Regions from separate parts of the Mus musculus genome. Here all the other regions are linked to region 4. The links are chromatin contacts, called in public HiCAR-type, HiChIP or PLAC-seq and promoter capture Hi-C maps. All regions are on one chromosome and are shown on one strand. Each heading gives the region's core, a stretch centred on a gene start, on an enhancer-like site or on the middle of the called end of the contact. The rest is flanking DNA. Distances are from core to core; before and after follow the strand shown.

Region 1 (4,402 bases), core at 1,652-4,151, 560 kb before region 4:
AAAAGAAACAATAACAAATATAACCCTACATGAGAAGAGAAGGATAGGAATGAGTAGGATTTTTTTTAAGTACAAAAATGTAGCATTTGGGGAGGCAAAATTGCCCAGAGTGTCTCTAAAAATGTCTAAGATAAAGTATGCCATTTCCTAATGAAGTATTTCTGCAGTCTCTGCCACAGAATACAAAGATTAACTAATAGTGAGGAAAACATTGTCTGGGTTCCAGTCGAAGCCCCATTTGGTAGCTGTGTAGCCTTGGCTCCACTGTTAACCCTCTGTGGGCCTCATGCTCACCCACTGAGCTCACCTTAGTAGAAAGATATGCGAGTCTGCATAGTGTTCGTGACAACTGTGGAGCCTGGGAGAAAGTTCTCGATAAATCATGGTAACTATATTTGCTGGTTAGAGTTCCTTTTCTGCATGCCTAACTTGAACATTCATTATTTAAGGTAAGGATCTTACTAGTGCTACTGGGCAAAACCATTTGCTTCAGAAAGGAACCTTTGTGATAGTCCAAGATCACCAGCCTGGTAATAGATCACTTCCTACATTTCATAAAAAGATCATGAGATTTAAATAGGCTCTGAGTCATATTAAATCTTCAAATAATCAGCTCTGACTGAACTTGGGACCCAGGAACACAGGGCAGAAACGTGTGTGAGTTACGGCAGGGAGGAGTGAATATCCTCTGAGATCCTCCACATAATCATGGGGGAGCTCACAGTGAGACCAAAGTCTGCAGGGTCACCTACCTGGGTTGAAAAACGGAACTGCCTGTTGTTGAGAGTGAGTGGTTCTGTTTCTGTAGGAAATGGAAACTGCTGATGGCTCTCTGGTAGTCTGCTAACTCAAGGAAGGAAGGAAGGAAGGAAGGAAGGAAGGAAGGAAGGAAGGAAGGAAGGAAGGAAGGAAGGAAGGAGGGAAGGAAGGAAGGGAAAGGAGGGAGGGAAGGAAAGACAGAAGAAAGGAAGGAAGGAAGGAAGGAAGGAAGGAAGGAAGGAAGGAAGGAGGGAGGGAGGGAGGGAGGGAGGGAGGGAAGGGAGGAAGGAAGGAAGGAAGGAAGGAAGGAAGGAAGGAAGGAGGTAAGGGAGGAAGGAAGGAAGGAAGGAAGGAAGGAAGGAAGGAAGGAAGGAAAGAAGGGAAAGGAGGGAGGGAAGGAAAGAGGAAGGAAGGACAGAAGAAAGGAAGGAAGGAAGGACAGAAGGAAGGAAGGACAGAAGGAAGGAAGGAACGAAGGAAGGAACGAAGGAAGGAAGGGGGAAGAAGGAAGGGGAAAAGAGGGGGGAAGGGTGCAGAGGAGCTGGCACAGGTTGGTTGCCGTTTTGCTGTTGCAGTTAGTGGTTCAGATGAGGAAATCTCCATCATTTCTTCTTTCTTCAGTAGGTTACCATCACTCTTTCCCCAAATGTCCTTTTAGCTTTAATCCCTCACAGCCCTGTATCTTAGCACCCAAAATATTGAACTAACAAAGCTGGCTTTAGATGCAGGTAAGAAAACTACAGGTGGTGGGAAAATTACCATTGTCCAAGCCAGTGCTATCTCCATTCTAGTATGCACCTTCCATGTTATCTGTTAGATGTCAGTACAAGGTTAGGTAGGGGTTGAAGGGTATAAGTGGAGGGAGTCTGCTGTCTTTTGTTTGTTTGTTCATTCGTTTGTTTGTTTGTTTGTTTGTTTTGACAGGGCTGGCCACCCTGCTAAGTGCCATTGTATCAGGCAGTGCTGTATTTCTGGAGAGAAAGGAGATGGTGAATGAGCTTGGGCAGACTAAGGTTGCGGGATCAGGAACATTTGCTGCAGAGAAAGAATTCTGTAAAACAGCAGTGCTGAAGTGCCAGGCAGAAGCCACACTGAGGAGAGCCTGTGTTCAGACACCTAACTCCTTGGCATGAGCTTATGACATCAGATGAGCTCTGGTCCAGGGATTTGATATAAGGACTAAGGACTTCCTGGTTCACAGAAATAGATGTCCTTTTTCCATGTCTCTCTTTCCTTGTCTTAAGGCACACTTTCCCCATGGTCACAAGGTAGATTGCAGAATTGTAGATGACTCATGAGATTCCTCCAACCTGCTGACATCGGAATAGATACCCCTATATCCACAGTTCAAACACTATTTTACTGGAGATACAAACTGAGGAAGAGTAGCAACTTAAAAGTGAACTATCATCATTGTTCTGTAATTATGAAAGTTGTAACCTCATGTGCACAACACAGTAAGGGAGGCTAACCAACCTGCTCAGAATGGATTTTTGAGGCTTAGCGAAATATAAATAGTAGCTAAGTCCATTAAATTGCCAAATAAATTTGTCATATATTAAGCATAGTTATATAAATCAGGGGCCTCCAGAGAAGCAGAACCAGTGGGATATATGTATAAATATATGTGGAGAGAAGAGTGGGGGGTGCAGCTCAAGGTTATAGCACTTGCTCAGTGTGTGGGGAGCGGGGAACGGGAGAAAGGGGAAGGGGAGCAGAAAGGAGAACAGAGAAAGGGAGGGGAGGGGAGGGGAGGAGAGGAGAGGAGAGGAGAGGAGAGGAGAGGAGAGGAGAGGAGACTTTATGTAATTAGCTGACATGACCATAGTCTCTAGCAATGCCGAACTCTGCAGGAATTAACAGCAGACTGGAGAACCTGGAGAAGAACGGCACTTCAGTTCAAAACTAAAAGTGTGTAGGCTAGAGACTGTAGGTGAGCTGAGGATATAGATTCAGCCTAGAAGCTGCCTGCTCCAAAATCCTCCTGCTGCAGCATCCTGTTGCAGTTCTGAAGGATCGTGTCTGAGTGAGCTAAGGAAGGCACTGGCACCCAGCCAGGTTTCCAGAGCAGGCTTGGTAGCACGTGTCATACAATCCAGTTACATGGCTCCTGTTGATGATCTTTGGGAGGTAAAATATCATGAAAAGGGTAAATTGGCAGGAAATCTATGTGTAGTGTGTGGCTTTGACATATGTTCTAGGCATATTGCTGCACAAAGATGGGCAGTCTAAGAGGCAAGCCGTGGATTGTTGAAGCTGAGAAAAGGAAAGAAAGTGTGTCGTAGGACATGGGCACCATGTCCGACTGCAAGGAAAAATGTAAATCTGAGCTCTGCAGCCAGTGTTGTCTGTTTACGAAATGATTGTGGTGGTGACGATGGCTACATCAAATTTGAGTTATGAAAATAACGTTTTATTTTAATGTTTTCTCCCTGTCAAACTTTACGGAGGGTTTGAATGCAAGTCTAGAAGTTTAAATACCAACATCAAAGAGTTTCCTTCTTAGAAGGTGTTAAGTTCTAATCATTACTCTTTATTACTTAAAAGGATATGTTTTTCGTCTCTGTGGTTTGAAATGTGTGCGTCAATTTGTCGGGAGGGGGTTAGTGAGCTAAAATTGTGGTTTCCTTGGCACAAACACACACTGTAAATATTGCCTTAGATCAAATTTACAGGAACAGACTCTTCTCTCAGTGCAATATTTTACAACAAAAAGTAGATTGGACGTAGTGACTGTTAGTTTTAATGTCTGCCTGACACCTTCTAGAACTACTTGGGAGGAAAGTCTCCCTGAAGGGTCATCTAGATCAGGTTTGACAGTGGCTGTGTTTGTACATGCAAGGATTAAATGAATCAGTCATGAGCTCTGAGTTAAGCTCAACTGAATATCACAGCTGTGCGTTAGCTTAGGTTCTAAAAGTTGATTAAATGGGAAATCCAAGTCAAGTACAGTTAATGACTATGTTGTCCTCTTAAAACAGTGGTTCTCACCTTCCTGGTGCTGTGACCCTTTATCACAGTTCATCATGTTGTGGTGACCCCAAACCATACAAGTATTCCGTTGCTACTTCGTAGCTGTAATGTTGCTAGTTATAATGTTGCTAGTTATGAGTCATATGTAAGTATATGCTATGCAGGATATCTGATATGTGACCACTGTGAAAGAATCAGCCATCCCCCAAAGGGTTGCAAACTGCTGTCTTAAAAGAAGGTTAAATAAACAGGCTGACTATGCAGTAGGGTAGTAGTCTTAAATCGTCAGTGACCTCAAGGTGTGTTATTAACTCGAGCTAGAGGTCCAGCAAAAGTTACAGACTCTTAGAACATAAGAAATATTTTCATAATATTGTATCACCATAGTTCACTGTGAGTTATACTGATTGCATTAATTGACATGGGAAAAAATCCACTCAGAGTGGGTGGTGTCAGTTCCTCCTTAGGTGTTCCTGAACTGTGTGAGAGTGAGAAAGAATGGACTGAGCAGGTGAGCTTCTTCATTACTTTGTTGCCTTCTGCTCTTGACTGTGGATTTAATGTGGCTAATTCTTTCAAGCTCCTGCTACTATGGTTTCCCTGCTATGATGGACTATAACCTGTAATTAAGAGCTAAAATAAACCCTTTCTTCTTAAGTTGCTTTTATTG
Region 2 (4,342 bases), core at 539-3,038, 540 kb before region 4:
AGAGATAAAGGCTGCAAATGTCCTATCCCAACTCCCTCAGCTTTATCGTGACAGAAGACATGAGGTTTAGATTTTGAGTTGGTCCCATATAATTTGTATGTCTCCACCAAGAAGTCCTTACATACTGTCCCTAAGATGTTGGTTTCTATTCATGAATTTTTACAATAGAGAAAGAATGTTTTTTAATCCAGCTTTCCTCTTGGAATTTTTTCTGGATTATTAAAAGTGTCTAAGAAACATCTGTGTCATAAGCTATGGCAGCTGACAAAGCTGTGGATCTAGCTGTAGATGACTGTCTACCCATCAAGCACCCACTGTACATTAGCCAAAGATTTGAAAGCCTAAGATGGAGAATTATTATGGCTTCCTGGAAGTTCTTTTGTTCATGAGATCTGACTGGCTATGGCAGTTAGTGCCACGCCGTGTTGCAAGATTTACAAGCAATCTTAAGAATATTTTCAGATTAAAAAGACAAGGAGTCAGGATCGATTATGCCTTAGTTCAAAATCCAAAGTACACATCACACTGGCCACTACCAAAACTGAGGTTCAGATGAGAGCTCTGCCATTTTCCAATGTGTTTGTGAGAGAATAAAGCTTAAAGTGCGAGTATTGTTGTTGGTCACTAGGATTGAAAAGTATGATTTAGACAACAAGAAAATAATATTGTTGGTTATTTTCATTAGCAATGGTTAGTTAATATAGCCGTTGTCATTAATAGCTTAATTAGTTGTTTAATAAGTTAATTGTCATTGATTGCCTATTTCACAAATACTGCTTCTCCATTTTTCATTTCATCACTAAAAAAATAAAACCTTACTCTTTTAAATCTCAGTAATTTCATGTCCTCAGTTATCCACAGACTGGTCATATTGACAATTGATACAACTCATGGGGAAAAAATATCTAATTTTCCAACTGCTGGTTGTTAAAACCGCTGCATTTTTTCCAGGTACCCCTCAAGGCTTGAGTCTAAGGTGGTTCTTGGAGGTCCTTGTTCCCTTTTATTCTTCTGGAAGTAAAGGTGACATGTTTGGCTGTAAAAGGCTTTATAGTTGCCTGGGTAGCAGAATGAATATGGTTCAACTTACTGGGAAACACTTCCTTCTTTACCTAAGCTCTAACTACATTCTTACCTAATATATTAGCATATACAATGGGCCCTTCGCAATCATCAGTCTTAGAAGAGAGAACTAGGAAGCACAGCTGTGACAACTCTTTTATTTGCTATAATTATTAATGTTTATATGTGTAGTGGTGAAGGTGGACACACATGTGCCAAACATGTGACCTGCATATTTAACCACAACAACTGCATATTTAACAACATTTAAACACAATGATACACATATCATCACATACACATACACATATATACATACATATGTATGTTTATATCAGAACAATATATACATATATACACATACATACACACATACACACACATATATCAGTAGATATGGAGCAAAGGGAGAGACATGAGGCACATTGTCTAAAAAAATAAGAAAGATTCTGTATCCAAGCATATAAATGTATACATGGAGAGAAGTTATAGGTAGAAAAAATTAAGAATTTTATGGTCTTGACCTAAGAAAAATAAAGTACATGATTTCCCATGATGAAGACAACAAAAATCCAGCTGTAACTAGAAATATGAAAAGATGTCATCTGGATTTCATTTTCCGTTGGCTTCTAGATTTTTGGTTTAAAAATCTGCAGATGAGACCCAGATGGGATAAGGATACTTCTGAGCAGTTTTGGAAGGACAAGGAGAGACTGAGAGTGAAAAATTATCCCATGGTGTGAACTCCACCGGCCCAGTTGAGGATGACATGAGCTAAGACAGAAAAGTCTGTGAACCTCTGTAGCAGGCGACTCATGACCGTTAGAAATGAGCTGTCAAAGCAGACAACCCTGCTTTTAAACAACCCCAGCCTTATGAGTTACCTCCCCACTGTGGACTTCCTAGAGACCCCATGATCATGGATCTAGTTGTCTAGCACCACATTTAGAACAAGGCAGTTATGGTACCCTCTGTTTTGTTCAGTGCTCTGTACGCCCAAACCTGACCAAACCTGCTTAGCTGCTTTGTCTATTCCCCCCCCCCCCCTTAGCTTGATCCAAATCTGTCTGGCTCTGAAAGAACAGGAGTAGTGAAGGAAATAAATGGAGTCTCAACAGCCAGAGAGGAAAGGGAGGGGATTAAATTTAGTGCCATTTAGAAGCAACCATGTCACATACACACAGAAAAACAACCTAAGAAGGAAAGGCTTTGTGCGTATCCCCCATGTCTTGTTCCTTTCCAAGAGAGGGAACTTTAAAGAGGAGGGGGAAGATGACATTTCTTTTTTCCAGGAAGGCAGAGTACCAAAGCCAAGAGTACAGAAAGGCAAAGTCTAGAGAATTAATCCTCCTAAAGGAATCTTAGCCCAAAGGTGCTTATTCGAGCCAAGTGACAGACCATGGCAGCAGAGGAACACCTTGAATGATAACCCCTGTGAGATGCCAAATGTGTCACTTCTAAATAGGATTCCATTTTATTGATCCTTAGTATTATTAGTAAAAGAATTTAAAAAATAAGCTCAGAAGGGAACTTGAGGATTGATTTATAAGAGTTTGAGGGAAGACAACTGTTACCTCATTAACTACTAGGAATGGAATAAGAAGAGAGATAGCCATGTCTTTTGAGGTAGGTCCAAGAAAGCAAGCATGTTCAGGAATGGAGATGGGCAAAGCAGCTACACAGCAGAAGGGGGTGGGGGTCACTCTAAAGAAAGAGAATGCTCACAGTGTTGGCTAAAGCATGCTTAGGGTTTTGGCTGGTACGAAAACAAGAGACAGACCAAGAGAAAGGGAACGTTACACGTGTTTCGTTAGAACTCAGAAAAGAGGACATCTTAGCAGGCTCAGATGAGCTGCAGTAAATACACTCTGGGAAGAGAATCTGAGGACGATGAATTCATCATCTCACTACAGGGAGATTTCTGAGGGAAGGCCTCATAGCAAATTGATTGACAGGCCTGTTTGGATTAACTCTTAAGGGGGAAGTCAATCGTATTTCTTTAAAATTTTTGTGTCATGTCTCCACCTAGGGCCAGAAGTAGAACTCAGATCCCATTGTTTTGAGCAGGAGGAGGCAACTTTTCCTCCCTTACTGGGCTTCAGCAGAGTTGTGATACTTTGCACAAGGTATTTTAAATATTAAGAAGGAGACCCGGAGTTGCTTCACTTGCTAGTGTTATCCCAGAAAGAAGAGGTGGGGTCCAAGGCCACTGGCACATCCTCAGTGGCCTCTAAGTCTGTGACTGACTGTCTAGCTACCTGGCTATATCCAGTGCTTTTGTTTATACATTCCACGCATAGCGGACTCCGGAGCTGCCTCCAGCCCAGGATACTGTAATTAGTAACAGAGGGTAAATTCTTATGCAGCCCCTGAAGTATACGTTTGGATATTCTTCCAGGAAGTCTTTCTGGATATCACATATCACATGGATCTATTAAAATCATTGTTTTAATTGTGATATTTTGTATGTGGGGGTTGCTATAATATTTTCTCAATTCATGCTTATTGCTTCTTAACTCCTTTTATTTACTCATTAGGACTCACCTAATCCCTCCCTTTTAAAAGTGGAAATATTTTATCTTTTGATAGTTGGTTGTCTTAGTTAGGGTTTTACTGCTGGTGAACAGACACCATGACCAAGGCAAGTCTTATAAAAAACAACATTTAATTGGGGCTGGCTTACAGGTTCAGAGGTTCAGTTCATTATCATCAAGGTGGGAGCATGGCAGTATCCAGGCAGGCATGGCACAGGAGGAGCTGAGAGTTCTATGTCTTCATCCAAAGGCTGCTAGTGGAAGACTGACTTCCAGGCAACTAGGGTGAGGATCTTATACCCACACCCACAGTGACACACCCATTCCAACCAGGTCACACCTATTCCAACAAGGCCACACCTTCAGATGGTGCCACTCCCTGGTCCAAGGATATACAAACCATCACATTGGCTTTAATCTGTTTGCATTTGTGGTAGTTACTGTGTTGTTAGAGCCCATTCTCATGATGGTTAGGAAGACAATCTAGCTTTGCTATGTAATGTTAAATATATGTACAATCTGTACCATGGCCTTTCATTTTCTAGCTAAATACACACGAGACTTTCAGCTCCCACATCGATAAACACTCACAAATACATTAAAATGAAGTTAGTTTATGATGACAAAACATCTATAAACAAGCTAAGTGATCATCAGCCAGCTGACAGGTAGGCAGTCAGATAGAACATTTCCCCAGTCGATGATATTTTACATGGGACATGACTACATGCAACATGAATGTATTC
Region 3 (4,446 bases), core at 256-2,755, 610 kb after region 4:
TCTATATAGAAAATAGGGAGTGTTATAAAAGCCTAGGATGTGCCCATGTCCTCCAGCAGGACTATAGTCTTCCTCACCTTCCAGGGGGTCTAACATGCTAATCCTGAGAACAGACACCAGCGCTGGTCTGACAAGGAACTTGACAGAAATCCAAAACTCTTTTGGCCAAGGTAAACCCCTTGTGTCCATTTTCCTCCGTGTCACACTCAACACCTGTCTAAGTCACACATTCACCAAACCCATTCATCTTCTCAGAAGAACGCCGCAAAAAGACACAAACCCTCAAGCTTTGTCAGAGCACTTACTGGAAAGAGCTCATGACTTGGCCCAGACCAGATGATTCCATCTGGGGTGACAGCGTCTTACTGACTTATCCAAGTCACAGGCGAGCATGGACTGGGGAAGAGGGGAGAGCACCTGCGGCAAACAACAGCTATTTAACCTTCTGGGAAGGCTACACGGTCTCAAGCTGGATCTTGGCGGAGCAGTTTTTATTTCAGACGTGTAAACAAATGAATGGTACTTAGCTCCAGCACAAAAAAAAACAAATAAGGAACTCCTGATGGAGCAGGAGAGGACGTGACAGGAAAGCACCGGCAGGAACAAAGAATTCTATAGAGCAAACTTTTAAAAAGATGTTTAAATTAAGAATAAAATCAAGTCACCTTTTCTGGGCTGGGTCCTGTATATCCAGTTCTCATCATCGGCTTCCACCTGGTGCCCACAAACGGACAGCTCTCCATCACTGCGGAACAGCCTCTTTGTCTGCCTGGACAGGGAGGAGAAATTTATCCAACTCACAGCACGTGAGAGGGAGCCTGGGCTTGCCTTGATTCCGAAGGAACCTGAGGAGCCGTCCTTTTTCATCTTCTTTCACATCAAAATCCTCTAGAGACAAAGGGCAGCCCAACAAACAAAATGCTGGCTTTTTAGAATTGGCCGGGATCCTTGAAAGGGGCCTGCCCCTTCCCTCTTAACGCTGAGAGTCGGGCAGGCTTTGTGCTTCTGCGTGCCCGATTAAAAGGAAAATGAAGGATTAAAGATAAATTTTTTAAGAAAATGGTTTACTCTAGACACATTGTAGCACCAATTTCTGGCGGGAGGTCCTCAGGCAAAAATAAAAATAATAATAAATAGAAGTACAAGCTTTAGAAAAATAAACAGTACAGTCATTTCAGACACACTTGCCAAGACTTTGTGAAGAAGAGCCAAGGTACCCCGACTCTTGGCTGCATGGCTAGCATCCCTAAAGGTAATCCTACGCCTCTCCAGGGCATCTTTCCCTCTTAAGGCAGACAGCCAGGCTTCCGGAGCTAACTCCTCACCCTGCAGAAAAAGATCCAGCGTCAAGCAGGCCCCTAGTTTAAAGTTCACCCACACAGGTTACTCAGGAGAAATCAAAGGGTTCGGCTCTGTTGTCCCGGCCCAGGGAAGAATCATAAACCGCCCACTTGCCCTCCTTCCCGTCTGGGAAGCGCTCCTAGCCGCAGGACTCCACAAACAATAAAACAGGCTGCGTGGCTATCGCTTGGATTACAGAGTAAGCACTCCTGCGAAAGATGATAGGCTTGCCCGACACTGAAGGCACCTCATTGGAGACAGAGAGCCCCGCCCCTCCACAGACCGTACTTCAGTGGTAGCTCAAACTTCTGAACTCCTGCAAAGCAATGGAAAAGCAAGCCTGTGCAGAACGTAGACGTCTCTCTGCAGATCACAAAAAAGATTTTGATTGCTGACTACTGGACCCACTTCTGAAAAAGGGTGATCACCAGAAGCGCTTTTAATGTGGTTTCTAGTCCCGAATTCCGGGGGTGGGGGTGGGGACACGGGTTAAGGAATGCCGCGATTAAGGATAAGGTAAGCAGTTTCACTTCACTTCCTGCTTTCAGCAAAGGTGAAACGCAGCCATGTGTGCACCTGTTTCTGCCTCCCCTTCTGCAGCCAGCAGGCAGAATATGGGGAGGTAGAGGCAGGAGGAACTCCTAGATCAAGGGCAGCCTTGTCTACAAGGTGAGTTCCAGGAGAGCCAGGGCTAGCTACACAGGGAAACCCTGTTCCAGAGAACAAACAGTTCTAAAGGCAAACTTTGTGTCTCAAGTCTACCCTGACTCTCTGAGACGGAATGACGGAGTTCTTCAAGCATGCCAGGGCTGGGGCGTTCGCTGAAGAAGTTCCAGAGCAAAGTGTCCCCAAGACAGTAGACTCTCATGCTACACAAGAAGACACTGGGACTGAAGAGGCAACTGAGAAAACAGCCGTCAGCACTAATGAGGCCAGAAAAGCTAAAGGGTTCTCAAGAGACCATGATGCCTAAATGCCTCAGGTTACAGACAGATGAACTCAAGCCCACACATACCCCATGCCAGAGCAGTGGTCAGGGATGGGAAGCAGACAGCACGGGGTCTGAAGTTCTCGGCTACTGGGTGTGCTGGTCCTACCTACCTCAGCTCTTAATTTTCAGTGATGTGTCTACACTGACCATTATTACAAGTGCAGAGACGATAGAGCTGCCAGGCCCAGTGGTGCACACCCATCTTCCTGATATTGAAGAGGTAAATGCAGAGAACTGACTTCCACTCTATGTAGAGCAGCCAGCCTGGGCTAGGTGACATCCAGTCTCAAGAAAACAAGAAGTAAAAAGAATTAAAAATATAAAAATGAGGAGTTTTTAAGAGCACCTCAGAAAAAATGTGAACGAGCCTTCTACTTAGCAAGACAGAGCTCCTGCCCTCTAAGAGTGCATGGGCACCAAACAACGTGCACAAGTCTCTCTAACCTGCTGTCCACACCTTCCTTATAGCTGCACTGTAATTCACATTTATAATTTAAAGGTATCTAAGCTTCATAATGAACCCCTTGCTGTGCCTGATACACCTTGATACACCTGAGACAGCTGAATCCTCTTGGCCTGGGTGCACAGTCTCAGTGCACCCAGTCCAGTACCCAGTACTGGACTCAGTACTCCTCACATGGCCCCAGCCTTGCACACATCTGGCAGAACCTAACGGAGGAGCAAGGAGAAAACTCACTATGAGCAACCAAGAGAAATAACTGGCTTATCAGAGCCAAGACTCAAGACTGTCCCTTAAAGTTGTTTACATTTATACAGAAGCTGAAATTATTTGCCAAAAAAACAATTTTACCCTAAATGTAGGCATGCTAACAAACTGGATTTCACTCTTTTTTTAAAAAAAAAAAATATTTATTTTATGTGAGTATACTGTAGCTGTAGAAGAGTGCGCATCAGATCCTGTTACAGATGGTTGTGAGCTACCATGCAGTTGCTGGGAATTGAACTCAGGACCTCTGGAAGAGCAATCAGTCAGTGCTCTTAACTGCTGAACTATCTCTCCAGCCCACAAACTGGATTTCTAAAAACTGTTCCTACAAACCACAAAACAGAATTGATTAACCAATCCTCCATGTACTGCCTAATCTATGGCTTAGGTCAGTGGTTTTCAATCTGTGGGTCTTAACCTCCTTGGGGTCACATATCAGATATACTGCATATCAGATATTTACATTATGATTCATAATAGTAGCAAAATAAGTTATAAAGCAGCAATGAAATCATTTTATGGTTGGAGGTCACCACGACACGAGGAAATGCATTAAAGGGTCGTGGTATTAGGAAGGTTGAGAATCACTGGCTTAGATGATTGAATATTTGCTAATACAAAGAAAATCACAAACATTAATTTGTTAATTAATTGGATCAAAGTTGCTACTGGCCAACAGCAAATACAATGGTTCTCGTCCGCCCCGGAGGTCACAGCTTTCTTCATGCTCCAGGTGGGTTCCAGCTATCTTAGAAGAGCCTAAGTGGGCTGCCTCAGAAGCCACCACACTCATTCATTTAGCAATGACCAAGAACACACACCTTAATCAATGGACTATTTACCCAGAGCCATGGGTACTGGGTACCTCGCAACTCACACGTACACAGTGTGGTAATCTTCATAATATTGCTATTGAGGAGTAGGGTACCTTAGAGTATCACTGGCTTGCTCTAGTAACTCCAGTCAGAATCTTCATCAGCATTGCAAAATGTTATCATCTAACCACCCCTCCCCCACCCCTCCCCCACCTCCCCGCTCCCCATGAAAGGCTCTGAGAGCATATCCCTCACCCTCTCAGACCTTTTAGACAGACCTGCTGAACAGATTTGACTCTGCTACTCACTGTGCTGTGTCTTCCCATGTACCCTCCTGCCAGCAGCAGCAGGCTGCCACACTGCAAGGTCTGCCGTCATCATCCTTGTGTGTGTGTGTGTGTGTGTGTGTGTGTGTGTGTGTATCAATACTGCTCCCTACCACTCTGCCTCAGCTGTGCTTCACGCACCAGGAAAACAGATAAACAAGCTCTCTGAAATTATATGTTTAGTGGGAGTCTGAGGCCCCGCAGGATGAAATGCACAGCTTTGATACAAGGCTGTGTCGCAGCTGC
Region 4 (4,412 bases), core at 1,680-4,179:
ATGGAGTGTTTGTTGTTGTCTGTCTGTCTGTCTGTCCATTCGTGACTGGATCCCATGCAGCCCAGAAAGCCTTGAAACTGTATAGCTTCCGATGGCCTTGAACTCTTGAACCCACTCTTGTCCACCTTCCAAGTCCCAGAGTGACAGCAGTGAACTGGGGACCCACTCCCACTAAGAGATCCTTATCTCTTTCATGGCATGGATCATACAGGTTATAGGCATGATCCCACAGTTTACTTCCTAGAGACCAACACTCAGTTATAACACAAATTCTGACACAGTAAAAATGATACAGAACTCAGAAATTCTCAAAAATCATTCTGCACACCAAGAAACCCTCTCTCCTCTAATAAAGGGACTTTTTTTTTCTATTGAGTCCACTGTTTTGTCCATACATGTCCTTACCTTTTTGCAGAGCCCAGAGCATCTTGACAAGGTCTATAGTAGAAACTGGAGTCTCTTTGAAACCTTTATGGCTCCTGTTAGTTTCAATGCATTCACCAAATCTCCCCAGACTTGAGATGCGCTTACTTTCCCCTAACGGAGGCACTCTTCCACTCTCCTCTTCCCTCTTTTCCTTCTCATTCATTGCACAGACACTTCTTACTGGCCTTGCCCATGTATTTAGGAAGGGAAAGCTAAACGCACAGCCAAATCGTGCCCTAAAAGACATTGAAAACTAGGAAGTATGCTCTCTACTTACTTTCTGGGCTAGGAAGACCTGGAGGAGGCGGGGGGAGGCTGGGGCAGGTTGGGAGGCACTGGTGAGCTGCACAATTAAACTGTGGGCAATGTAAAAGCCTACAGATCGTCTTCTGCATCTGCCCAGTCACAAATCCTGGCAGGCAAGATGGCAAAGCAGTTCTGTGGGGACAGTGAGAATGACAGGTTTGAACTTGGTCTTCCTGGTTTGTTATTCTTCTTTATTGAATTCCCAGCTCAGCAAACCTAGAAGCCAAACAGGAGCCAGAATGGGCACATGGAAGCTGCTGGGTTCGTTGAGGAACTGTCTGAGATGACAGAGAGCCTGGTTCTGTTGTGGTCTGAAGATTAATATTCTCTTCGTGGTGTGTGCTTTGCTATCCTGCATCTTTTATCACCTCTGTGTGCCTGGGAGGTTTCCTGAGGGTAGAGCCTGCATCTATTGTGGCTAGTTGCTGTGTTTGTCAAAGGAATTCCTAGGCCCTCTCCTGTGAGCTTTGGAGCAAGACTGTGTAGACTGTGTAGACTGTGGGCATGCACTTAAGCTTTCTAAACTTCACATAAAACCTTATGTGAGCCTGTAATAAATATGTCAGGAATTTAAATTGCTACACTGCTTAAGTGTCCGAAGCTGAAAACATCTGTAAAGAAGAAGACAAATACTGGCAGGTTTTAAATAGAAACGGAGTAGGGAAGGACCTGTGTGGGGAGTGGGGCTGGGGTAATGGCCATTAGACCTGTCCTGGGGTAGTGGCCAGTACTCTTGCTTCAAGCCTCTCATTACAAATAGAAAATGCTGTCCTCTAGCCCAGTCACTACTGGGGAAAGAAGCACATGTCTCTAGTTCAAACGGGCAATATACAGTCTGGCAACTTGGCAAACACACTTGAAGTCCCAGTGGCACTGAGTATTTCTATCTGGTTTGCGCTATTTTCTAGGAATCCTGCCAGGGGACCCTAGAGATACACACTCACACACACACACACACACACACACACACACACACACACACACACAGAGTAAATTAATCACACTAAACACTATTTAAAATAACATCAGGTCACTCCGCAGACCTCCCGTGGTCCCTCAAACAGATCCCGGCTCCTTTCCGGGAAGAGCCTCACACCCTGCACCCTAGCCCCAGCACAACCACCCAGAGAGCTCTGCTCAGCCCCTTGATGTATCAAATGTGGCTGACCCTTGAGGTCTTATCTCTAGACTGCCTGGAGGTTTCTTTGTCACAGAGTTTCAATGTCACCTTCTCAGAGTGGCCCTTCCTGGCCAGTGAATGAAGCCACCTCAGTTTCTAGTGTGTAGCTCTGCAGAGAGTATCCCCACCCCACCCCACCTCACCCCCATACACACTCCACTTTCTCCAGAAAGGTAAAAGCATTTTCGCTTCTTTCTGCAGAGCTCAAGCCCCTGTCTAAGTGAAGCGAAGCTTTCTCCCCTCTCAAGAAAGGCAAGTCGGGGATCAATCAGGGCATTGTGGAAGGCTATCCTCCATTGGCTTCATGGGGCGAACTAATTCTCAGGCCAGCCAAACAATACTTAAGAAAACAACTGTAGAAGGATCGGGGAAAGCCAGCAATAAACTTGAAGAAATTTCTAAACTTTAAAACGCTCCTTGGAACAGGGAAATAAAGGAGAAATGGAGGGTGTGTAGGAGTGGGGGTGGGGGAGGCGAATCTAATTCTCTCTGAAATTGACCTTGCCCCCCCCCACCCCCCGTAACTCAAAAACTGCAGGACCATGGGGTCTGATCTCACTCTGCACTGCATCCAACCTGAAGCTGACACATGGCTTGGAGAACCCTGCCGCTTTTTCTGTCAATTCCCTTCGGGACCCTGCGGAGGGCTCTTTCTGAAGTGCTCATCACGTGCACAGCCCAGACTTCAAAGCCAAGCTTCAAGCCTGAGGTCCTGTGTGTCTGGGTGGTTTTTTGGGTTTTCTCTCTAATTTCCCTTCCTTTTCACAGCTGATTTTCTTCAGAAAAGAAGCTATAAAAAAGAACCTATTGCATTTCCAGTTCCCATCACCGCGATTTCCACATGGATGTGACGTGGAAGGCAGCTTCCGAAATGCCCAGGTGACTCACGCGGGGACACCCCGGGGCGGGACCTAGGAGTTTCTCCGGGCGGGGCGGGCACGGCTTAGAGCGCCCTCTGCCGGTCGGCGGCGCGCCACGCGGGTCACGTGACTGGAATTTCCATCGGAAATCCCCCTGTTGGCAAAGCATACAACTGAAAGGCAAAAAAGGGAACTGCCCAGTCTGTAGTCTTCGGAGCCGGAGGCGGAGCGGTGAGCCAGGCCGCCGAAAGACGTGCACACCCCCTCAGCCAGCGAGCCCGATCGGGTGTCCATGGGGCTCCGCCTCGGCCCGACCCCCACCACGACCCGGACCACGATCCCGGGCTGCGGCGCGCGCCAGTGACGGCCGGCCGGCCACTTGGGCTCTGCGAGGGCTCCGCGCGGCCCCAAGAGGTGAGCGATGCTCCGGCTGCGGGGTGCACGGCTAGCAGAATGCGGGGGTCCTCGGTCAGTGGGGTGCACTGCCAGCCAGATTCGGGGTGCACGGCCAGCTCAGTGTGGAGCTGCCTTGCGCTGGCTTTGCAGGGATCCTGGAGTTGGGGTATTGTTGGCCGGAGTTGAGGTCCCGGTGCCAGGTGTTTAGGTTGACAGCCCGAAGTTTCTTCAGCCGACTAGTTAGCTAGCTATTCCTTTTCGATCCTGCAGGGTGACAGGAGCTGCAGCTGGCTGATGAATAGTCAGTCACCTTTTGGGTTCCTAGGTCGTGTGGTCGTGGGTGACACCCCCCCCCCACTTGGAAATCAAGTGCAGCGTGTTCATAGGCACGTAGACCTTGCAGAACCGCGTTGGGCTTTTTTCCCATATTGTGCACAACTGGCCCAACAGGGGATGGGTTTCTCAGAGGCCACCAAATCCAACTTGGAGACTTCGGTCAGCTAACCTTTCAGTGATCTGTGGGAGGAGGGTTGCGGGGCGGGAGGTGGAGGGGAGGGGCGTGCTTTGAGATTGCCACTAGGTCTCTAGTTGCCACAGTTTAAGAAGAGTATGCATGCAGAAATGATTCTCTGGCCTGCTTGTTGGGGACTCCACTTTAGGTGGCATGTAAGACTCCCTGCTGCAGCCCCGACTCCACACTGAGATAGTGTGTTGTCAGTCCGGGTCCGTTGTCCCACATCCTGCCACCTGGCCTCTCAGGAAAGCTGAGGTATTAAGAGCTCTTTTTGGAGCATGCTTTGTTTTCTCCTGGTCTCTGATCTTTCTTTGGAAAGCTAGTCTGGTCAAGTGGGGGCACCGTTTGGAGAACTGATCACAGTTAGTTAGCCTTCTGATGTCCCAGATTATTGAGCAACTGATCCGGTCTCCATTCTTATTGTCTGAGATGCTACTTGGATCTTTTGCAGTTCTTTGTATGGATTTGTTTTGTTTTGTTTTGCTTTGCTTTGCTTTTTTTGGAGGGGTACTTCCCAACAGTTGCCCGAGGTATCTGTTGATAAATAATACATAAGTTTCCACATCGCAGACAAAAAAAAAAATCTGTTCAGAGTGGAAAAATAAAACTGGGGGAAAGACTTTGATGAGTAAGTTCTATAGAATCTTATTGATCCTGTGACAAAAATTGGGAAATTTATCTGTAAGGCAGTGAGGTAACAAATATATTTTTAAAAGTTAAGGGTAATGTT
Region 5 (4,428 bases), core at 1,377-3,876, 520 kb before region 4:
TGTAGGCCGACTCTCCTCTGGCAAGGAATGTGCCCAGGGGTCTGGGTCTCAGCTCTGCCTCCCGGCTGAGGATGAAGGCCTGAGGGGACCCTGACCAAGAAGTTTTGTTGCTTCTATCACCCACGTGCTCTCAGATGATCAGGAGGTCCTGGGTGTGCTAGGAGTCCTGTGGCGTGGAGAGTCCTCTGCTGCCCTAGATGACCTCGGCTGGGTTCACACAGAAGATGGCTGGTCTGGCCCCGACCTGAATGGATCCCAGCCTCTGGTCAGGCATGGTTCCTTTGTCCCTGTTCCTGCCAGCACAAGACCCTCCGCAATTCTTTGGAGCTGATGTTGCGTTCCACTCACCCGTGATCCCAAGGTGATCCTAAGGTCCTGTAGTGTGGAGAGCACTCTAGAGCCCTTAGCAGCCTCAGCTGGGCTCAGAAGGAAGATGGTGGGGGTGGCCCCAACCGGAATGGATCCCAACACCTTACTTCTTGAGAAAAGTCCTCTCAAGTTCTCAGGTCAGTTGTTAGTATAACTGCCTGTCTAACTATGTCTGAGTTAGTAACAATAAACAATGATAATACCCCATGCTTGCAAAAGTCATATTGTTATTATCCTTAGAAAGGTTCTGATAAAGTTTAGGTTTTTAAAGCATATGTATATATAATTTCACAATTTTCTTTAAAAAGAAGGTCACAGACCTCCACACGGCAGAACATCTGTGTTCTTCATTGTGAATCAGGTTTAACCCCCAGGGTGGATGTTGTTACTGTGGGCCACGGGGCTAAGTGATTTAGGAAAGGCTAATCTAATAAGTGGACACCACCTGTATCACTAGGTGACACACCTTATAGCACTCAGAGACATCTTTTCAAATCTTCAGCATTGAATGGAACTCCCAAGATGTCCTGTGGATTAACCTTCTAATTTTATGAAGGTAAAAACCAAGATGTAGAGAAGTTAAATGGCTAGTCAAAAGCTACCCAGTCAATAAAGGGTATAGCTCATGCGATCATCCAGCACTGATTGTTTCTTTGTGTAAACCCGTAATTTAAAATGTGTGAACTGTGAGTAGAAACACTTTTATTCCTTTATTTTTCTTGTATTGAATATAGGTTCTTACCTCATGCAATAAATGCCGATGACAATTTCCACTCCTGCTGCTCCCAGTTCCTCCCCACTTCAGCTTCCCTCGGATACACTCCCCATTCTGTCTCTTATTACCTTGTTATCTAAAAGATAACAACCACACTTGACAAAATGAAATATAACAAGGTGAAACAAAAAACTATTATATTGAGGCTGGACAAAGCAGCCAGTACAAAAGGAGGGAAAGATTCCAAGAGCAAACACAAGAATCCGAGACCCATTTGTTCTCACACTCAGAAGTCCCATAAAAACCCTAAGCTAATAGCTGTAATATATCCACAGAGAGCCTGGTGTAGAACTATATAGGCTCTTTGTGTACTGCTTCAGTCTCTATGAGTCATATTACTCTTGCTCAGTTGATCCAGAGGGCCTTGTTCTCCTGGTGTCCTCCATCCCCTCATGCCCAGTCTGGCATGACTGTATAAGGGGAGGTGTGACACAGTTCCTCCACCTGGAGCATTGCCAGGCTGTTGATCCTATGACCCCCACATGTGTACATGGTTGCTGTTGCCCCAAACTTGATCTTCTGTCTTTACTACTCTACTTTCAATCTTTCTTTTTGGGGAGTATACTCCCCCCACCCCCATTACTCAGAGCTAATCATGACATAGTAATCAAAACTGATGTGATTTTCAGGAATGAGGAATGGAGGTGGTCATGATGGATGATGGACAGGCCTTCAGGACCATGGGAAATGATCTAGACAATATAATCACAAGTGTCATAAAAGCCTACATGGTCCTTTTAGGAAATGCTTCATTACCAGACTTGGCCTTGAATGATTTCGGAATCATTGGGAAGTACATGTACCCTCTGGTTCAATGACTGCTGCACTGATCAGCCAGAACGAATTCAGAGATATCGAGGACAGAGAGTTAGAGTGATCTCAGGAAGAAAGGGTATGGATAGAAAAAATAGAAATTTATATATATTTTAGGAATATATAGTATTAGAATGAGAGTACGTGAGGTTATAGCATTGCTGCGATAAGAAAATGAAGATTAGAGACTTAAAAGATGATGTAGACGCATATAAAAAGTTAGTGCTCTGTTATTCTAGCTGATTGATGAATTGAAGATATCAATGCCTGGAAAGGTATTAGAGAGAGCTAACTGTTTTAGTGTATTACTTACATAAATTCAAAACTTGGTAAGGTATCATTTTAACTTTAGTAGTCTGTCATTTTTCTATTCTTACATGGAAGAAGTTACTAAAGGCTGCTGTCTGCTGTACCAGAAAACTGGAAGAGCTGTGCCCAGATGTCCATAAAAACAGGCTGTGGAAGGCTAAATGTGCTTTTGTTTTGTGCTTGGTTCTGCTCTAAGGAAACAGGGGGCTGGGATTATTGATCCGGGACTCATAGAGCTTATGTAAATCTATGAGTTCTCGATAATTATTAACAGTGATCAAAGCCTTGATGATGTAGCTTTAGTAAACACAAGACTGGGTTCAGACTTTCTATGTTTATTTACCCTTAAGCTTAAACTGAAATTAAATAACGAATACTGAGAATCATCAGGGACAGGAGAGGACCTGAACTAGCAGTGTGTGTCTATTACTGACTCTGAGTCATTACTGCATCAGCTCTGTTCCCATTCTTTCCTTCCTCAGGACCCTCACACTCAGGCAGGACCTCGGTACCCTCAGTTTCTTACACTCTCCACCTCCCCTTCTGTGGGGTTCTCTGAGCTGTGAGGGAAGGGATTTGACTAAAACTTCCCATTGAGAGCTGGATGTTCAAGGTCTCTCTCTGCCCAATGTCTGGCTGTGGGTCTCTGCATCTGTTCCTATCTGCCCTCAGAGGAAGCCTCTCTGATGCTGACTGGATAAGACTCTGATTTATGAGTTTAGCACAATATCATAAGGAGTAATTTTAATGATAGTTTTTTCTTCTTTTTTTAAAGACCAGTAGTGTTTGGGTATGGGTTCTGTCTCAGGGATCAAGCCTTAAGTCAATCAGACATTGTTTGGCTACTTCCACACGTTCTATGTCACCATTGTCCCAGAATGTTTTTCAGATAGGATAGACTGGAGATCAAAAGTTTTATGGACAGGTTGGTATTTAAGTTTCTCTTTTGATGACCTGCAGAGTATCTTCCCACACCAAAGATTCTTCTCACCAAAGGGAGTAGATGTGAATCCATGTAGAGCCCAGCTCAACTTCTCCATGTTTAATGAGTTGTATGGGTGTGGTTCTCAGCAATGGGGCCTGGATGTTTGAGGAGAGTTTGTCTTAGCAACAGCCTGGGTTGTTTAGGGATCTCCATGGGACCTCTTGGCCAACAACTCAATTGAAAGCAACCCAGTCCTGGTATTAGAAGCTTCAGTTGGTGACAAGAGATGGCCAGTTTGGACTCTGTCTCTTCCATCACTAAGAGACTTAGTTAGTATTAGCTTCAAGTAGAAATGATTTAATTAAAAAAAAAATCCCACTTTAGACAGTTTTACTGCAGTGGCATGCGCCAACTAATAGTGATAATACTCTCGTAAAAGAGTGGGGAAGTAATGACCTTGGTGTTCTTCCTTGGAGGCCCACCAGCTGTAGGAAAGGAACCAGGCCTTCTCACTCCTGGCCTACCCTAAGAGTACTGCAGGTGTGGGACTGCCTACCAGGAATGAGTCTCTACCCTCCTTACTTATTTAACTGCCATTCTTTCTTCAGATCAAAGTCCAAAACATCACTTCCTCAAGCTTCCTGAGCCTCCAAGGCTGGGCAAATGCCTTATTAGGTAAATAGAACACAGCACCTGACCTTTGAACTGTGAATTGCAAGTACACGAATATTTGCTCTAACTGTGTTCTGATTGCAGCCCTTGCTAATAGCCTGGGAATTCCTTGAGGGTGGGGCTCATGCATATCTGTTCCTGTTGAATTTATCTTAGTGTGTCACATACTCTAGAGGTGTTTCATCATCTATCAGCTATTTATTGAGTGATGAGTTAACAAATTAGGCTGAAAAAAGTTAAGCACCCACTCATGCTTTGTAACAGGTACCATGACAAGCTTTGATAACCTAAGTGTGTGGTGGCGGGGCAATCATGCCTTATGTAGTTTACAACAACAACAACAACAACAACATCAACAACAACAACAACAACTGTAGCACAGAGCCGGGGTTTCCACACACAGAGCTGGGAGTCCTGCCATTCTTCAGAGAGAAGCAGCTTTTAATTGACCATATTACAGAATACTTTTAAGCTGGGTGTTGAAAGAGGTGTTCAAAGCTGCCTTTGCAAACTCTTGCAGATTTGTGAGTGTGCACTTGTAATAGGAAAGAGGTAGGTTTTGCTT

Evidence for each region. Promoter capture Hi-C pulls out the DNA fragments that hold promoters and counts their contacts. HiCAR-type assays count read pairs that join an accessible place to other places. HiChIP or PLAC-seq counts read pairs in DNA pulled down with a chosen protein or histone mark.
Region 1: a contact with region 4 is called in an H3K27ac HiChIP or PLAC-seq map of double positive thymocytes, with 6 times the contacts expected there. The contact joins the enhancer-like site here to the promoter of Tnfaip3 in region 4. A contact is called at or near these places in 9 of 39 promoter capture datasets (the 3T3-L1 cell line, the HPC-7 cell line, embryonic stem cells and 4 more), 5 of 484 Hi-C or Micro-C datasets (CD4 T cells, DN3 thymocytes, Sertoli cells and 2 more), 8 of 115 datasets of contacts at active chromatin or transcription factors (bone marrow-derived dendritic cells, double positive thymocytes, large pre-B cells and 5 more) and 3 of 9 other capture datasets (adipose tissue, liver and macrophages).
Region 2: a contact with region 4 is called in a HiCAR-type map of fibro-adipogenic progenitors, with 2.7 times the contacts expected there. The contact joins the enhancer-like site here to the promoter of Tnfaip3 in region 4. A contact is called at or near these places in 7 of 39 promoter capture datasets (the 3T3-L1 cell line, the HPC-7 cell line, embryonic stem cells and 2 more), 4 of 115 datasets of contacts at active chromatin or transcription factors (bone marrow-derived dendritic cells, fibro-adipogenic progenitors, microglia and 1 more) and 3 of 9 other capture datasets (adipose tissue, liver and macrophages).
Region 3: a contact with region 4 is called in a promoter capture Hi-C map of liver, with 3 times the contacts expected there. The contact joins the promoter of Nhsl1 here to the promoter of Tnfaip3 in region 4. A contact is called at or near these places in 1 of 39 promoter capture datasets (liver) and 1 of 9 other capture datasets (adipose tissue).
Region 5: a FOXA1 HiChIP or PLAC-seq map of pancreatic cancer cells shows a contact between it and region 4. The contact joins the enhancer-like site here to the promoter of Tnfaip3 in region 4. A contact is called at or near these places in 14 of 39 promoter capture datasets (the 3T3-L1 cell line, 3T3-L1-derived adipocytes, the C10 cell line and 9 more), 6 of 484 Hi-C or Micro-C datasets (adipose-derived mesenchymal stem cells, embryonic fibroblasts, muscle stem cells and 2 more), 14 of 115 datasets of contacts at active chromatin or transcription factors (the NIH/3T3 cell line, bone marrow-derived dendritic cells, bone marrow-derived macrophages and 9 more) and 2 of 9 other capture datasets (adipose tissue and liver).

What each region holds. Positions count from the first base shown.
Region 1 is chr10:19,577,165-19,581,566 of GRCm38.p6, reverse strand. No RefSeq gene overlaps it. Among named protein-coding and RNA genes, the nearest start is that of Ifngr1, 13 kb to the left of the region's middle. Within about 2 kb of position 2,901, at least 47 of the 459 cell types and tissues checked have an H3K27ac peak or open chromatin away from gene starts, as enhancers often do. A contact at or near this core is called in DN3 thymocytes, double positive thymocytes, memory CD8 T cells and 4 more, where this site is marked.
Region 2 is chr10:19,555,272-19,559,613 of GRCm38.p6, reverse strand. No RefSeq gene overlaps it. Among named protein-coding and RNA genes, the nearest start is that of Ifngr1, 35 kb to the left of the region's middle. Within about 2 kb of position 1,788, at least 6 of the 459 cell types and tissues checked have an H3K27ac peak or open chromatin away from gene starts, as enhancers often do. A contact at or near this core is called in fibro-adipogenic progenitors, where this site is marked.
Region 3 is chr10:18,404,734-18,409,179 of GRCm38.p6, reverse strand. It overlaps Nhsl1 (NHS-like 1), which reads right to left and starts at 1,505. Exons shown (of 7, transcript NM_173390.3): 1 at 666-1,505. The coding sequence starts at 867.
Region 4 is chr10:19,013,927-19,018,338 of GRCm38.p6, reverse strand. Tnfaip3 (tumor necrosis factor, alpha-induced protein 3) reads left to right here and starts at 2,929. Exons shown (of 9, transcript NM_009397.3): 1 at 2,929-3,186.
Region 5 is chr10:19,531,094-19,535,521 of GRCm38.p6, reverse strand. No RefSeq gene overlaps it. Among named protein-coding and RNA genes, the nearest start is that of Gm33104, 47 kb to the right of the region's middle. Within about 2 kb of position 2,626, at least 28 of the 459 cell types and tissues checked have an H3K27ac peak or open chromatin away from gene starts, as enhancers often do. A contact at or near this core is called in hepatocytes, liver and pancreatic cancer cells, where this site is marked.